Regions from separate parts of the Ovis aries genome. Here region 1 is linked to region 2. Evidence: chromatin contacts called from public Hi-C data. All regions are on one chromosome and are shown on one strand. The core of a region is the stretch at or near the end of the contact, and the rest is flanking DNA. Distances in the headings are between cores, read along the strand shown.

Region 1 (4,668 bases), core at 1,458-3,957, 110 kb after region 2:
GCATTGATCGCTGAGGAAGGCTTTCTGATCTCTTCTTGCTATTCTTTGGAACTCTGCATTCAGATGCTTATATCTTTCCTTTTCTCCTTTGCTTTTGCTTCTCTTCTTTTCACAGCTATTTATAAGGCCTTCTCAGACAGCCATTTTGCTTTTTTGCATTTCCTTTCCATGGGTATGGTCTTGATCCCTATCTCCTGTACAGTGTCACGAACCTCATTCCATAGTTCATCAGGCACTCTATCAGATCTAGTCCTTTAAGTCTATTTCTCACTTCCACTGTATAATCATAAGGGATTTGATTTAGGTCATACCTGAATGGTCTAGTGGTTTTCCCTACTTTCTTCAGTTTCAGTCTGAATGTGGCAATTAGGAGTTCATGATCTGAGCCACAGTCAGCTCCTGGTCTTGTTTTTGTTGACTGTATAGAGCTTCTCCATCTTTGGCTGCAAAGAATATAATCAGTCTGATTTCAGTGTTGACCATCTGGTGATGTCCATGTGTAGAGTCTTCTCTTGTGTTGTTGGAAGAGGGTGTTTGCTATGACCAGTGCATTTTCTTGGCAGAACTCTATTAGTCTTTGCCCTGCTTCATTCTGCATTCCAAGGCCAAATTTGCCTGTTACTCCAGGTGTTTCTTGACTTCCTACTTTTGCATTCCAATCTCCTGTAATGAAAAGGACATCTTTTGGGGGTGTTAGTTCTAAAAGGTCTTGTAGGTCTTCATAGAACCGTTCAACTTCAGCTTCAGAGTTGCTGGTTGGGGCATAGACTTGGATTACTGTGATACTGAATGGTTTGCCTTGGAAACGAACAGAGATCATTCTGTCGTTTTTGAGATTGCATCCCAGTACTGCATTTCGGACTCTTTTGTTGACCATGATGGCTACTCCATTTCTTCTGAGGGATTCCTGCCCTCAGTAGTAGATATAATGGTCATCTGAGTTAAATTCACCCATTCCAGTCCATTTTAGTTCGCTGATTCCTAGAATGTGAACGTTCACTCTTGCCATCTCCTGTTTGACCACTTCCAATTTGCCTTGATGCATGGACCTGCCATTCCAGGTTCCTATGCAATATTGCTCTTTACAGCATCGGACCTTGCTTCTATCACCAGTCACATCCACAACTGGGTGTTGTTTTTTCTTTGGCTCCATCCCTTCATTCTTTCTGGAGTTATTTCTCCACTGATCTCCAGTAGCATATTGGGCACCTACTCACCTGGGGAGTTCCTCTTTCAGTATCCTATCATTTTGCCTTTTCATACTGTTCATGGGGTTCTCAAGGCAAGAAAACTGAAGTGGCTTGCCACTCCCTTCTCCAGTGGGCCCCATTGTGTCAGTTAGTTTTCCTAAATAACAGGCAGTCCCAAAGCTTAGTGGCTTAAACAAATAGTCAGTTGTTGTTGCTTGGGGATCCACAAGCCAGCCAGGTGGTTCTCCTGACCTGGGGTCACCCATGGGCCTGCATCGCCCAGCAGGGCACGAGGGCAGAGCAGGCCATCATGACCTCCTCTGTCTGGCATTTCTCCTGCTGGGGGTCGGCTGGCTTTGGGTCGGCCAACAGGGAGACGGAGCCTTGTCTCTGTCATCATCTGGCAACCCAAATATCCAGCTCTTTTGGGGGAAAAAAACCAGTGAGCTGAAGTGTGCAGAGCCTCTCGAGGCCAGCTCTGTATTCACCCTGTGTTATCTCCACCTCAGTCTGTTGGCTGAAGAGGTCACAAAGGATAGCGCAGGTTCTGGAAATGAGGGTGCATTCTGTCCCTTGACAGTCGGAGCTGCAAACCATTTGTGTAGTCTACCACAGACCAGTCAACAGAAGGAAATTACAAAATCTTGGCATTCTGTTTCTCTCTCTCTGATCAATTATTGTTGAAGTTTGATTTTTCTCATTTTTAAATTATATCCTTTTCTGGCATAAAGAGAAAGCTTAAGAATTTGACATTTTTAACAGCGTTAGCCCCATGGGAATGAAAAGGTTAATGGGTTAATGTTAATAACCTTTTTTATGGATAACAATTCCCAGAGCCAAGTTTCTGCAGGAAATTCCAACTATACTCTTTTTTTTCTTTTTAACCTTTTTGAGGATGTTGGTGGAGGATGGCTGGAAGGAAGAAACAGCAAAGGAGAAAGAGGGCTTGTTCCAACAGACTATGTTGAGGTAAGAATTTATTCTTGTTTATTAATTAAACCTGGTCTTTGTCATATGCGTTTTTACGAATTATCAACTTAAATAACAAGAATGAAAGATAACTTTATGTTTAATGAAAAAATTCCATTGTAAAAATAATACTTGCTGATTATATAAAATGTAGAAAATTCACTGAAGTAGAACCAAGAAGAAATATTACCTACAGACTTACACGCCAAAGAGTGACTCCAAATGCTTAGCTGAAGTTCCTTCCAAGGATAGCAACTTTTAGTTGTTCAGAATAAAAGTCTCTGTTTTCCGTTGCTGACACTGTCGTAGCTGCTGCCTACCATACTGTGTACTGTAGAGTGGACTCACAGAGTTTAGGCAGCAGACTCTAAGGTCACTGTCTCCTCCCTGTGCTAATCTAGGGCCTCTCCGTCAGTTCCTTCTCCCATTCTCCAAGGCCCAGGGTCTGGAGTGAGCTGTTGCGGGGTGTAAGCTCTGTTGTGATAAATGCTGAGGATGCTGTGGGGACACACCCCACCCAGCTGACCAAGGCTCTCTGAGTCAGCCTCGCGGCGCCCCCTGCTGGCTGTCCGTAGGTCACGCAGAACGGAGCCCTGGGTCCATGGTGAGCCTGCTTCTCTCATCCCGGGTGACAGCAAGAAACTGAGGCTGCCTGGTAGCCTGTGAATAAAACTGGAGTGTAGCTCAGGAGCAGAGTTGCCTTGGGTTTCCGTCCAGTAGAGAGAGCACGTGCCCTGGGAGGGTGTGTGCTGGGCGCTGCCTGCAAAATGGGAAGGCTGGCTGTTTTCCTGACTGAGTTCAGTGGGGAATTTTGAGCGCTCTGGAGAATACTGATGATATTGCTGAAATGTTGGGTTGGCCAGAAAGTTTGTTTGGGTTTTTCTAGAACATCTTTTCTGGAAAAACCTGAATGAACTCTTTGGCCAGCCCGACATGTGCACGGGCAGGCACCCCACCTTTCCAGACCCTATCAGAGGATTCACAGATCCCGAACCCACGCATCTCATGTTATGTTCGACCTCTGTACACTGTGCATTTAGGATCCTAAAAACTGACAAGAATGAGAAAAATGTGATAAGCTGATCCTGGTATTAGTTGTGTTTTTCTAAAGAATTCCGCACACTTGCAGAAAGGAATCGTTAGGGCAGTTGTTCTTGAGCTCATACCTTTTAAGAATAGAAACCTTTTGATAGTTCTTACTTGCCATCAGGGGTTCTACCTCAGAAATAACTCTATAGTCTATGAAAGTAAGTAACTGTGGTCCTTCCTTATGTTCAGATTTTGCCGAGTGATGGAAAAGATCAGTTTGCGTGTGGAAATTCAGTGGCTGACCAAGCCTTCCTCGACTCCCTGTCAGCAAGTGCAGCCCACGCCGATGCATCGGCCACCAAGAGCAGCAACCAGGTAAGCCGTACTCTGGCTCGACAGAGCAAAGCACGCGTGCGAGAGCTGGTGACGTGCCGGGCCCTTGCCATTCCCTGAGAGCACGGACAAAATAGCTGTTAGGTGTGTGTGTGGCGTTCTTTTGCTGGGTTCTAACAAAGACCTTGCCTCTTAAGCCTGCTGCAGACTATTTTTATAGCACTGATTATTAGTGAGAAGGCAGGGTGTTCATTGAGAGTTGCTAGTAAAAGTCTGGCATGTTGAACACAGACCCGATAAACTGGGAATATCCTTGCAAGCGAGGGCGAGGAAGGAAAAGGGTCCTCTGGGGTCAGTGTCAGAACTCTGGCTGGAACAGGACACGACTCTGTGGCCGTGGCCCGTGACTTGCGCGTCCGGCGTGAGCCCCCCCTCTTGCAGGTGCAGCGCACGGGAAGGCAGCTGCAGAGCCAGTAGTTGGTACTGTTACTGTACTGCTTCTAGAAAACTTGGAAAAGCGGGATAATTTGAGAAAAATGTACTGAAACTTTAATATTAATTTTAATGAATTTGACCAATTTAGGTGACTACCTGACTCAGTTCAGTTCAGTCACTCAGTCATGTCTGAATGACTCTTTGTGATCCCATGGACTGCAGCACGCCAGGCTTCCCTGTCCATCACCAACTCCTGGAGCTTACTCAAACTCGTGTCCATTGAGTTGGTACTGTCATCCAACCATCTCATCCTCTGTCGTCCCCTTCTCCTCCTGCCTTCAATCTTTCCCAGTATCAAGGCCTTTTCTAATGAATCAGTTCTTCACATCAAGTAGCCAAAGTATTGGAGCTTGGACAGCAAGGAGATCAAACCAGTCAATCCTAAAGGAAATCAACCCTGAATATTTTTTCAAAGGGCTGATACTGAAGCCGAAGCTCCAGTACTTTGGCCTGGTTCAGTTATTGCTAAATGATTATCCAGAGCCAGCGTCAACAAGAAAATTGAGAAGACGGATCTGAAAATGTTACTACTTCCTACCTCTTTAGAAATGAATGGGCTTTAGGAGATATCTCTTGATATTTTTAACTACATAAAAGGCTTTAAATAATGTAAAGGCTAATAATCATCTCACAGTTATCTGCTTATAGGATA
Region 2 (4,795 bases), core at 735-3,234:
GGCTAAAAGTAAATTGAAATCTGAGTTAAAGAAGTTATTCAGACAATGTCATTATTAACCCCAGGGGCCACTCAGAAACCCAAAGAGGATCTTTCCCCTTCTCCAGGGGATTTTTGACCCAGGGATTGAACCTGGGTCTCCTACATGGCAGGCGGACTCTTTTACCATTTGAGTCACCAGGGAAACCCCCAATTAAGACATGGCACAGCCTAAATAAAAAAAAAATTTTTTTTTTAGAGTCCTGGCATTGAAGATTTTAGCCATGAGACCATGAATTGTCCACAAGTACATAACAGATGTGCCCTGCTCTTCAAATTTGGAGTACAAATGTAATCACGTCTCTCTTTTTTGGCTTTCACTTAATCCCCAAAGACCTTCAAGCCCTTTGATCTGCCTAAAAACAAAAAACATCTGATCTGGCTACCACTGTTTCCATACACAGTATCCAAAATTGTGGTTAACTCCCCAATATCGATTCTACCCCAAAAGAATTGTCCAAACTGCTCATGGTAACCCATTTCCCCAGGCTACTACTGGGTAGTTTAGCAATAGACACGAGATAGACATATGACCCAGCCCTAACCACTGAGATGTAAGGGAAACTGGGGGCTCCAGGGAAAAAACTATTTCACAATATCCAAGGAAACATTCTATTTTCTCTCTTTCCTAGGGGCCTTCCTTGGCACCATATTCCTGAATGTTAGTCATTCCTGGTGGGGAAGAGAGTGCATTTGGGAAAGAAAAACACCAGCTCAGAGTTTGTAGAACTTTCTCTCTGAATGTGTGGAGCACTGGAGACTACAAATAGACAGGCATAATTTTGGAGTTTGCCCTTTTTCATCCAAGATTAAAGGAAGAACGGACCCTTTCCCATTATTCAATTTAACTCACTTAAATAGATAATAATATGACGAATGTCACTGTGATTTAAGCTTGAATGTGAGGAATTCAAAAGTACTTGCTTGAAAAAGTTTGTGCCACATCTTAAAAAAAAAAACAAAAACTTCAGGATGATCTTAATTTTTCATTCCTAGGGAAAAACAAAGCTAAATGCTTTTCATCCTGAAAAAGCCCTTTTCATAACTTCTAGAATCTTGGTTGCAAAGCAGAAATTGAACACCACCCCCAGGAAACCTTTCCAGTAATTGCATCTGTCTATCCCACGCTTTGATCTTCTCAGAGTTTATTGGTAGAGCTGGGATAGAAAGATCAGGTGCTACTGAGAGATAACGCTGGTGAGTTATACTCATGGGATTTTTTTTTTTCCCCTCTGAAGCTAGACTTTGTTTCATGTGTGACCTTTGGGATGAGACATAACATCAGCTGACTGACAAGACAGTGGTCAATAGCCATATCTGATGCCCACATGTCAGTCTATGATATTTTATCAATATCATCCTTATTAGTATCGGTTGACAGGTTTAAATGAGAAAATGTATGCTGCAGGTCTTGTGGCTCAGCTGGTAAAGAATCTGCCTGCAACGTGGGAGACCTGGGTTCAATCCCTGGATCGAGAAGATCCCCTGGAGAAGGGAGCAGCTACCCACTCCAGTATTCCGACCTGGAGAATTCCGTGGACTGTATAGTCCATGGGGTCTCAAAGAATCAGACATGACTGAGAGACTCATTTTCACTTTGTTTTCTTTCACTCTTTCTGTTAACTATAAAGTTGTACATAAATATGATTCCTTGTGTGGTTCATGCAATCTCTGACTTGGTACAATAACTTAATTGTATGGTAGGTTCTTTCAGTTTTCAGTCCTGAGTTATGCTTTTCCCACGTTATCAGTTTCTAGCTCTCTGAACATGGACATCGTTCCTTAAAGACAGGATGCAATCCCCGCAGGTTCTAACAGCGCACAGGTAGGAGATACTCCAGCCAGTGAGGAAATATTTATGGAAACTTGGACCTGATTCCTCCTGGCAATAGAGTCAAATGAATTGAGAAGGTCTGGCTGCAGACAGCAGAGGGCAGTGGCAACGAAGCTGAGCATCTCAGCAACAGAGAACTGGAGCCAATATGCAAATGAGGCCAGGCTCCTAGCCCTAAAGCTTGGGAACAATCAAATCATTCAGGTGGTTTGACAGGATTTCCCTCAGATTTTAGCTATTGTGTGTGCCGGGGGTGGGGGGAGGGTGAGTGTGCAAGTGTGCCACATTACCCCACACAAGATCCACAATCTTCGATCTTTTATACCCAATCACCCCTACACACACACACATATCCACACCGCCATCCCATCCACATCCTAAGAGCCAGCAGTTAGAAATACCTGTAATACCATCTGTGCTTAGTCGGGTCCGACTCTTTGTGACCGTGTGAACTGTAGCCTGCCAGGCTCCTCTGTCCATGGGATTTTTCAGGCAAGAACACTGGAGTGGCTTGCCCTTTCCTCCTCCAGGAGATCTTCCTGACGCAGGGATTGAAACTGCATCTCCTGCGTTGGCAGGCAGATTCTTTATCACTGAGCCACCTGGGAAGCCCCCCAAATACCTATACCATCAGAATTACGCCCCTTCCTAGTGACAATCAGGAAGATTAAGATAGTAATGATCATGTTAACGAAGGGAGTCCAGAAAAGTAATCTGTGAAGCACAACATGGAAACTACTTTAAGTGCCTAAAAATATTCAGTCGTTACCATAGTTACCACTTATGACCTATGTGTGGAGAGCTTGGCCACCACTTCACTCTCTAAGTCACGCACTCATGGTCTAAAGTAGCGACTTTGTGCAGCGTGGTTGCCCCACGACTCTACATGGAGCCCCAGGGTTCACTTGGGGTCCGGTGCCCTTGGCCCCCCTCAGCTGGCCACCACTGACACAATCATTCATTCAACAAGAGTTTATTGACTGCTTTCTGGGGCCCTGCACACTCCTTGTGGTCAGGGATAAAAGACACAGTCTCCTCCTTTACAAGCTCGTTTTCCAAAGAAGCATGATTAACGCCTACTTGTCAGTCGTGTCCAACTCTTTGTGACCCCATGGACTATAGCCAACCAGGCTCCTCCGTCCATGGGATTCTCCAGGCCAGAATACTGGAGTGGGTTGCCGTTTCCTATTCCAGGGGATCTTCCTGACCCAGGGATTGAACCCATGTTTCTTGAGTCTCCTGCTTTGGCAGGCGGATTCTCTACCAACTGCGCCACCTTGCACGGAGACTGATAAGCAGATGAGTGCTGTATAGCATGACACCGCTTGGACAGAGAGACAAGTCACCTAAGGGCAGCCTGAGAGGGCCAGCAGCCACCTCCAGGAGTTCATGACAGGGACAGCCCTATGGCACAGCCACAGTGGCAAACTTGCATCAGCACGAGATTTTTTGGTTTGTTTTAAAGATGTTTTCACGTGGACCATTTTAAAAGCCTTCATTGAATTTGTTACAACGTTGCTTGTAGTTTATGTTTGGATTTTCGGCCCTGAAGCGTGTGGGGTGTTAGTTCCCCAACCAGAGGATCAGACCTGCAACCCCTCCATTGGAAGGCGAGGTCTTAACCCCTGGACCACCAGGGAAGCCTCCGCAGCAGGACAAGTTTTGAAGGATGAGTGGGAGGAGCAGACAGGCAAAGAAGGGAATGGGGATGGGGTAGTGCGGGCCAGCAAAGGGATTCTAGACAGAAGGAATCGCCTGAGAGTAGTCCCAAGGGGAATGAGGACAAGCAGACCAAGAGGCGGACAGGGCCCGGATCACATAGAAGGTCTTTCCATGAAGCCAAGGAGCAATGTTTCATTCTGCAGACTAAGAGGGAGTCGGGGAGGATGTTATACTGGGCAATCGATGGCTGTATCATAAATGTGGTTTCAGAATGTGGCTGTATCATAAATGTGGTTTCAGAAATATTGTCAGACCAGCATTGTAGAGAATGGATTCCAATGCAGCGAGTCTCTGGATGGAAAGAGTGGAGGGCCTCCTGCATAATCCAGGAGGAAAATGATAAAGACCTGAGAAGACAGCCATGGGGGGGGTGGAAGAGGAAGATAGGTTCCAGGCTTGTTTAGGAAGTAGAGGGGGACAAGTTTACTGACCAAATGATTATAAATAAGTCATGCGGGAGAGGCAGGGCTCAAAGATGACTCCAGGGTTCTGGCCTAGGTCACTGGGTGGAGGTGATGCCATTTCCTGTGAGTCAGTTCCATGAGGACTGTGGCTTAATTAGCACGTGGCATGGTGACTAGGATGTTGTAGGTGTTCAGGACATATTTATGGAACGAACGATGGCATGAATGCCTGGGTGAGGAATATAAAGGAAGAACAAGAGGTTGGGGGTGGGATTGGAATGATGGTACATGTTGAGTGTGAGATGCTTATGAAATGGTCAGATAAAGATGTACTGAAGACAGTCACACCTGTAGGTCTGGAGGTCAAAGCAGAGATCTGAGCCAAAGGTGGCTTCCCTGGTGGCTCAGATGGTAAAGAGTCTGCCTGCAATGTGGGAGACCTGGATTTGATCCCTGGGTCAGGAAGATCCCCTGGAGAAGGAAATGGCAACCCACTCCAGTATTCTCGCCTGGGCAATCCCATGGACAGAGGAGTCTGACAGGCTCTATAGTCCATGGGGTCACCAAAGGTATGGATGTGGGAAACATTCACGTTCAAAAGAAGGAGATGGAAGACCAAAGAAACCATGGTCAGATCCTGGGGCGCATCCACAGTTAAAGGGCCAGCAGAGGAACAGGAGCCCTCAGAAAAGGTTCAAAAGTAAAGGCAGGGGACTTCCCCAGTGATCCAATGGCTAAGACTCCGAGCTCCCAATGCAGAGAGCCTGCACTGATTCCTGGTCAGAGAATTAGATCCC

The links. Hi-C and Micro-C count contacts between places; a contact is called where the count stands out from the background.
Region 1: a contact with region 2 is called in a Hi-C map of hypothalamus, with 9 times the contacts expected there. The contact joins two enhancer-like sites. A contact is called at or near these places in 9 of 16 Hi-C or Micro-C datasets (blood, hypothalamus, liver and 5 more).

The regions. Positions count from the first base shown.
Region 1 is chr8:82,209,619-82,214,286 of ARS-UI_Ramb_v3.0, forward strand. It overlaps SNX9 (sorting nexin 9), which reads left to right. Exons shown (of 22, transcript XR_009601538.1): 3 at 2,085-2,159; 4 at 3,438-3,563. Among named protein-coding and RNA genes, the nearest start is that of SNX9, 43 kb to the left of the region's middle. Within about 2 kb of position 2,708, at least 12 of the 54 cell types and tissues checked have an H3K27ac peak or open chromatin away from gene starts, as enhancers often do. A contact at or near this core is called in hypothalamus, where this site is marked.
Region 2 is chr8:82,101,092-82,105,886 of ARS-UI_Ramb_v3.0, forward strand. No RefSeq gene overlaps it. Among named protein-coding and RNA genes, the nearest start is that of SNX9, 66 kb to the right of the region's middle. Within about 2 kb of position 1,985, at least 11 of the 54 cell types and tissues checked have an H3K27ac peak or open chromatin away from gene starts, as enhancers often do. A contact at or near this core is called in hypothalamus, where this site is marked.